Linked DNA regions of Mus musculus: region 1 is linked to region 2. The links are chromatin contacts, called in public promoter capture Hi-C maps. All regions are on one chromosome and are shown on one strand. Each heading gives the region's core, a stretch centred on a gene start, on an enhancer-like site or on the middle of the called end of the contact. The rest is flanking DNA. Distances are from core to core; before and after follow the strand shown. Region 1 holds the start of Uty (ubiquitously transcribed tetratricopeptide repeat containing, Y-linked). Region 2 overlaps Uty (ubiquitously transcribed tetratricopeptide repeat containing, Y-linked).

Region 1 (3,892 bases), core at 113-2,612, 83 kb after region 2:
GCTGGGATTAAAGGCATGTGCCACCCCGCCCGGCTAAGAATCTTTTTTTAAAGGTTTAAAAAGACTTGATAATTCTCCTTTTAAGTAATGGGGAATACTTTTCATTAACCTGTACTTGCTAGGTTTAATATTTTCTTGGTAAAACTACCCTGTTTCCTTTCTAAAACTGTTTCATTTCCCCTCTCCTCCCTCTATTTCCCACCATCTTGATTGATACCAGCAGCCAATAACTAAATGACAATGCAAAGTTTCACAAAGGAAATGCCGTGTGCTCTCTCACTCTCTGGAAAATAAACTACAAGGAAGTAAAAAAAAAAAAAAATTAACATTCCAAACTGGAATTCAGTATTATTTCTGCATAGTATTACTACTGCATCGTAAAAAATTCTTTTTAAGTACGGAAACTCTTTATCTCCTTACCTATAACTTGTCCCTTATGGGAAAATAATAAAACGTGTGTATATCACAAGAGGCTGCAACAACCAAGCGTCTTCTCATAACTTGAGATGAGTAACTGGAGGATATAGCTGACCTCAGAAAAACTGCAAAATAAGCAGTGCTCTGGGCTGTATGCTGAGGCAGGGCCTCAAACTATCAGGAAAGTAAGCCAAGAAAGGAGAAACGGGGAAGGAAAAAAAAAGTTTCAAAGATCCCTAAAAGCTATAATGAGCACTTTCAGAGTAGGGAGAGGCTCCAGGCTTGGAACAGTGAAAAGCTTAGGAGAAAAATATAAGTAATTATGTTTAAACAGTTGCTGACCTTGTTCAACAGCGTCTTCATCTTGGCGCCATCTTTGCATCGGGTCAAGAACCCGAAGAAGCTGCTGTGGAAGAAATACATGGCTCTTGTTAATGATCACAGAAAGACATCAGTAAAAAATCTCCCAAAACATTGTTAACAGTGCTAGGCGAAAGCGAGTCGTCACCGCAAGCAAGATGCAGTCAGGCCTCCTGGAGAGTCTTTTGAACCCGGAGAGAGAAAGACAACCTGTAAGTATTAGCAGTGCGTACCTATCTAATCCACAAAGCGCCTTCTTCTCTTCGACTGTGAGACTGAAGGACCCCTCTTCGCCCTCGCCTCTAGCCTTTTCCGCCGCCATTTTCTTTTCCTCATTACCTAGGGCAGCAGTAGTGAGAGATAATCCGTAAGATTTCATGGAAACTGGCAAAGGAGAAAGCGGCAGAGGCTATCTGGTCACATTACCACGCAGATGGTGAACGCAAGAAGAACTCATTGTTGCAGAACCTAAGCGAAGTTCTTAGAATATCAAACTTCGCTAGCATCCGCATAAAGTTGTTATAATACCGTCAGTGTGAACCGCACGTAACGTCCATAACCTCTCCCTAAAGCCAGGCTTTCCAATGGAAGCAACCGTTTTATCCCACGTGACTTTTGTTGACTTGCGTCATCACCAGTGCAGCTAAACTTGCTACTTCGCTAGCTCGTGATGTCAGCCTAAGAGCTCTACCTACCGACCACAGTGAAATTAGTTTTAGGTATGCTTTGTAACTCTTTCTTATTCCACACTAGATATCCAGACCCTTTCATTTAATTGCTATACTGATCTCACAAGGAACAAAGAGCACTAAGAAAAAATACATCAAACATCGGTTTTTAGGGCACATGAAAGCCAATTAGAGACCAAATAGTTAAAAAAAAAAATTTTCCTCTTGCCTTACAGAACACCTTCTGTTAAGTTCCCAGAATCGGTGCTCCTTAATACTAATTCTAGCAAACTTTAAAATTAAGATCTTGAAGTAATGACACACACGTTGGGAAAACAAAATGTATTCAGCTAAAATTGAAATCATCCTCAATGAGTAACTGGGTCGTGTTTTTTTGTCACCACCATAGCTAAACTCATTAATTACCCATCCACTCAACCACATCAAACCAAAAAAACTTTATAAAAGTCACATGACTTTGTCCTTAAACAACAGATCATAGTGAATGAACAGTCCCTCACAAAGGTTATCCCTGCGGGGGCAAGGAGTGACGTGAGGGGGCGGGGGGGGGGGAAGGACGGGGGAATCCCTCATTGCATTTTGAAGATGCAGTAACCATTTGAGAACAATACCATTTCTTTTGACCTTTTGGTTGTTGTAGCTAAAATTTGTAAATATGATCCAACACTTTGTAAGAGGAGCATTCATTTATATATAATACAATAATAAAAAATATAATAAGACAAGTTCCAATTTTGCTGTTCTCAGGAGTTTTGAATTGACTTGTATTACCATTACTTACTGGGCCTGGACCTTCACAAGGAAACCTAGTTCCCCATCTCAGAAACCAGTATCACAAGTCTCCAACACAAATATTTATAAATCTAAGATGACCTTAAACTTGAATTGTATTGAAGACTGGCTAGCAAACACTACCTAATCCCTCTTCAAGTAAATTCCCTACCCCCAAACCAGGTCCACAAAACATGTCTAAGTCTTTTCAAAAGCTTCCATAACAAAATTCTAGGAAGCTTCTAAAACACTTTGCAGACCTGGAAGCCATAAGATGCAAAAAACAGGCAATCTGACTTATCTTTTACCCTTCTGCCAAAAGGTTTCAGAAACAATTAGACCTATTCTCCCCCTCCCTCCCTGCACCCAATTTAACTTGAAAAGCAGTTTCTGGGACTCCAGAAGCCTACACTACAAGAATTGATTCTCAGACGGTGTATAGCTTCTGCTACTTTACTCTCAGATACTAACTGCATGGTATGGTTAAGAGCACTGACTGCTCTTCCAGAGGTCCTGAGTTCAATTCCCACCACCAACATGGTGGTTCACAACCATCTGTAATGGGATCCAATGCCCTCTTCTGGGGTGTCTGAAAACAGTAACAGTGTACTCATATAAATAAAGTAACTCTTAAAAAAAAAAAAAGTCAGAGCCAGCCGTGGTGGTGCACGCCTTTAATCCCAGCACTTGGGAGGCAGAGGCAGGTGGATTTCTGAGTTTGAGGAAGCCTGGTCTACAGAGTGAGTTCCAGGACAGCCAGGGCTACACAGAAAAACTTTCTCTCAAAAACAAACAAACAAACAAACAAACAAACAAACAAAAAATCAGCTCTGGGAATTCTTTAAAGTTAATGTGTATGCTACACTTACCTAAGGACAAATAACTGCAGAATACTGGAGGTTGTGTTTTAGTTCAATAGCAAGGTTTGTTGCCCCAAGTGCTCAGGATATGCTTGATCACACACAGGTGAGAAATATGCAGACAGGAAGTCAGTGAGGATGTATGCTTACCCCTAATTGGACAAATATGGAAAGTTCATAGATTTGTAGAGGTTTCTTTGCATGATCACATGACTGATTTTAATTCAAAGCCATTTCTCTTGGAATCCTGGCATGAATGTAGTCAGTGTTGAACTTCCTAGTCAGTGTTAAATAAAGCTTGCTTTAGTTGGATATTGTGGAACAGGTCTTTAATATTTTATATATAGGCAGGCTTATTGGGAAGCTGCTCTTGGGCAAGTTCACTGGCCCCAATAACTGAGGCCAGGGAAGTTACCATGGAGAGAGAAAGCTCATGTACACAGAGAAGGGAGAAGAGAGAGAGAGAGATAGACAGAGAGAGAGAAAGAGGATAAGACAAGGTGGGGAGGAAGAGGAAGAAGAGGAGGAAAAGGAAAAGGAGGGGGACATGGGGGGGGGAGTCATTGTCCAAATGTCTGGATTATATAGGGAGAAGCTTCTGGGGGAAAGGTAGCCCAGCCTCTGACCTGAAAAGTTTAGGTTTGGAGACAGAATGCCAGGTTGGGACTGAGGGATGCTAGGAGAATCTGGAGGCCAGGACTGCTTTAATATGTAAAATATGTACCTCAGTCCCTTGTAAGGGTTGAAACTAAACAATCTTTCTCCTCAAAATTCTCAGGTTTAAACAGTTCTGAA
Region 2 (3,869 bases), core at 1,059-3,558:
CAACCATCTGTAATGGGATCTGATGCTCTCTTCTGGTATGTCTGAAGAGAGCAAAGGTGAACTCATACATTAAGGAAGGAAGGAAGTTAGTTTACAAAATGTGGTCATCTTTTATCTGTTGTAAGGAGGCCAGAGACTCAGCTATAGCTTTTTTTTATAACTTTTACCCTTGACACATTGACTTGGAGAGAACCATAAAAAGGATAATGGTTCTTCAAGAACCCAGAAACGACAAAAAAATGTGCAAACATTTAACATTCGACATACACACTGGAGAAAAGGTATCATTTTCAACAAGTGGTGCTAGTCAAACTGGACAGCTCCTGTAGAAGAAAGAATGAAATTCAGTCCTTATCTCTCAACCTGTATAAGACTCAACTTCAAATGAATCAGGAAACTCAAAGTAACATCCCCAAACTTGAACTGGATAGAAAAAGCAATAGAAAATATACAAGAACTATTTGAACAGGACCTTACTGAACAAGCACTGAGACAACAACTGACAAATAATACTGCATGAGACTTACAGTCATACAGCATAGAACACCATTATTTGCATGAAAAGGCAGGTTCAGAATGAGAAAATACTTTATCAGCTAAATACACAAAGAACTCAGATAACTAAACATTAAGAAAATCAGACAAGTAAAAATTAGGACATGAATTTATTTGGATTCTTTTACATGCAGGCATTCTCTGTGTATGTATTATGGTTTCCAGTTTAGTGTTTTTATGGAAGTCCTGAATGTGGGAAAGAGTGGATTTCAGAATCTTATGCCTTTTCTTTGGATTTTTCCCTTCTGTTGGATGGCCTTGTCCAACTTTGATGTAATAGTTCTTATTTTAGCTTACTATACTTAATTTTCTTACATTTTTTTTACAAGAAGAATGAATGAATACCTATCTACCCCCAAGGTAAAGAGTAACAAATGAACTGTCACTAGTAAATTCTGGAAGAGAAAAAAAATCAGTTTTGTCCAACAGAGTGGCACTGGGTTTATAAATAGTAATGAAAAGGTCTCTCTCATCTTGAATAGTAGTTGACCAATATATAATGCACTACACAGTTTTGTCTCTATGCTCTTATTTGGCTACAATTTGGTTCTGTTATTGTTTGTTTGAGTAGGGGGTTATATTTTGATTTCTTGGTTTTAGGGGTTTTGTTTTGTATTGTGTTTTTGTTTGGTTAGGAACATCTTAAAGTTGGATGGATATGGAAGGGTAAAGAATCTGGAAGGAATTGGGAAATGGGAAGAACATGTTCAAAATATATTTAAATCTAAAATTACTTAAAATAATAAAAATTAGGAAGAAAAAGAAGGGCAAAGATTATAGGGCATGAAGTTAATGAGACTTCTAAAAACAATAAATACATGTGGCCAAAATATATTTCTTCTCAGTGTTCAACATGCTTAGCTAGCAGGGGAAATGATAATTAGTACTTTCAGATTTAATCTTAATCTAAATCAGAAAGCATAGGATAAAACTTTAAGGAGACATCAAATGCTGGGTGGGTACAGGTAAAGAGAAATGATGATGGAATATACAAACTGGTATAGCTACTATGAAAATCAGGGTAGAGGGTATTCAAAAAAAGCTAGAAACTAATCTAGGATCTACTCAAAAGACTCATCCATGTACATTGTTGCCACAATGGGTAGGAAACAGACTAGATGACCATTACTAAATGAACAGATAACAGATAATAAAAATGCAGTTCATATGCACAAATGACTATTGTTTCACTGTAAAATAAAAGTGGAAAATATGAAACTCAGATTTAAAAGGAAAAAACTGGAAAAATTATTTTGAACAAAGTTACCATGACCTGGAGAGAATAACAGCACAGATTTCCTTATTTGTGGATGCTAGGTTAGACTTTTTAGATATACATGCTTCAGTTAAAATACTTACAAAAGGCAGGAAACTAATAAGCGATCATGAAAAGAGATTTCAAGTAAAAGGGTACAGAACACAAGTGTTACTAAGGGGAAAGGAGAAAAGCAGAATAACAGAACAGGAAAGGTTAAGTGGGGTGGAAATGTAAGGGAATGGTAAAAGAGAGAATATTCTGGGGGATAAATAACACTAAAGACCTTTTCAGTCCCATGTGCAAACCAAACAGAGTAACATTAAAACAGGGAATCAATACCTACCCAGGAACTATGGCTTAAAAAGACCAGTTCCAAGTATGGTTTACCTCTCTGAGTTGCTGGTCATTGTATTCCATTGCAATAGCACCATCAGACTCAACAAAACAAACAAAAACACTATACATGCTGACACAGCATATAGCTATTCTCCAGAAACTGACAGTTAAGACAATACTGCTGAAAAAACATTACATCTGAGTCACAGGAAATTGGGCAATCAATCTTGTAGAGACCAGGCAAGTTGTATTTGTAATGATTAGCTTTGACAATACTGTAATGTTCTTCTATGATATCCAGCTATGAAACATGAAATTTACAACATAGCTAGAATGGCAAGATTAGGAAAACAATATGGATATAGATAATGTATGAACACCCAACTTCTCTTTGACTGAACTTAATTCCTGCTGCACAAGATGCAAATCTCCTCTCCTCTCCTCTCCTCTCCTCTCCTCTCCTCTCCTCTCCTCTCCTCTCCTCCCCTCCCCTCCCCTCCCCTCCCCTCCCCTCTCCCCTCCCCCCCTCCCCTCCTCTCCCTCTCTCCCCTCACCTCCCCCCTCCCCTCACCTCTCCTCTCCTCTCATCTCCTTCCTTTCTCCCCCCCCACCCCCACCCCCGAGACAGGGTTTCTCTGTATAGCCCTGGCAAATCATTTCTTTATATCCATTGTATAACCCCAATCAATGCTCATCAGAGGAGCTTCTTTTTTTTTTTTTTGCAGTAGATGATTATTAAATAATTAATACTCATGCTTGAATATTATATCTGATTAAATCAACATCTATTCCATTCCTTCCAATTCCTCCCTTTTCCCCTCACCATTTCTTCCTACAACAACTTCAGGTGCTTTTGTTTAGAAACTTATTGAGAGACACTCACCACTATCGCCACCGCCACCACCACCACCGTCGCCGCCACCACCGCCACCACCACCACCACCACCACCACCGCCACCACCACCACCACCACCACCACCACCACCACCACCACCACCACCACCACCACCACCACCACCACCACCACCACCACCACCACCACCAAAAACAACAACAAATTAGGACAATCTAGTGGAGTATAGGTAGCTGATTATGAAAGAAAACACACTCCTGGCCCCACAACTGGTGGATATGCATTGAAGAAGATATTATGATGAGCTCAGCTATTTATGGGACTACCACACTGATGACAGTCTGCCAATGTGTGCCACATTGACGACAACCTGCCATGTGTAAACACACTGATGGCAACCTGCCATATGTGGCACACTGATGATAACCAGCCATTTGTGAACACCAAATGTGAAGAGCCAGAAGAAATTGATGTCCAAAAGGAAAACATATTTGCTGGAATGGAAATCCTGTTTATACACATCAACTTGAGAGGCTTGTATTGTACAGTCCCAATTTTTTTCTGGAGTGAGTGTCTCTCTCAATGGAGGTAGAAGGAAGATTTAATCAGATCATATAACATGCATGTGTGAGTGAACATTAAATTAAATATTTAAAATATTATAGTGAAATGTCACTGATCCCTAATAAGCATCACTGAACTCCAAAACAGTGTCAACAGTTCTAGAGATAGTGTGTCCATCATGAAAGTGGGATACAAAATGTTAAGTTAAACTAGAGTTTGGTAAAGTTATAAAATTAAACAGTTATACTGTTTAGCTTGGCCAAGATACCTAGGTATTTATTCCACTGATTTAAAACATCCAGA

The links. Promoter capture Hi-C pulls out the DNA fragments that hold promoters and counts their contacts.
Region 1: a promoter capture Hi-C map of the HPC-7 cell line shows a contact between it and region 2. The contact joins the promoter of Uty here to the enhancer-like site in region 2. A contact is called at or near these places in 9 of 39 promoter capture datasets (the HPC-7 cell line, cranial neural crest, frontonasal cranial neural crest and 4 more), 2 of 484 Hi-C or Micro-C datasets (granulocyte-monocyte progenitors and muscle stem cells), 2 of 115 datasets of contacts at active chromatin or transcription factors (the 230-238 cell line and embryonic stem cells) and 3 of 9 other capture datasets (adipose tissue, liver and macrophages).

The regions. Positions count from the first base shown.
Region 1 is chrY:1,244,397-1,248,288 of GRCm38.p6, forward strand. Uty (ubiquitously transcribed tetratricopeptide repeat containing, Y-linked) reads right to left here and starts at 1,363. Exons shown (of 27, transcript NM_009484.3): 1 at 1,011-1,363; 2 at 760-823. The coding sequence starts at 1,156.
Region 2 is chrY:1,160,908-1,164,776 of GRCm38.p6, forward strand. All of the region lies in intron 14 of Uty (ubiquitously transcribed tetratricopeptide repeat containing, Y-linked), which reads right to left. Among named protein-coding and RNA genes, the nearest start is that of Uty, 83 kb to the right of the region's middle. Within about 2 kb of position 2,309, at least 1 of the 459 cell types and tissues checked has an H3K27ac peak or open chromatin away from gene starts, as enhancers often do. A contact at or near this core is called in the HPC-7 cell line, where this site is marked.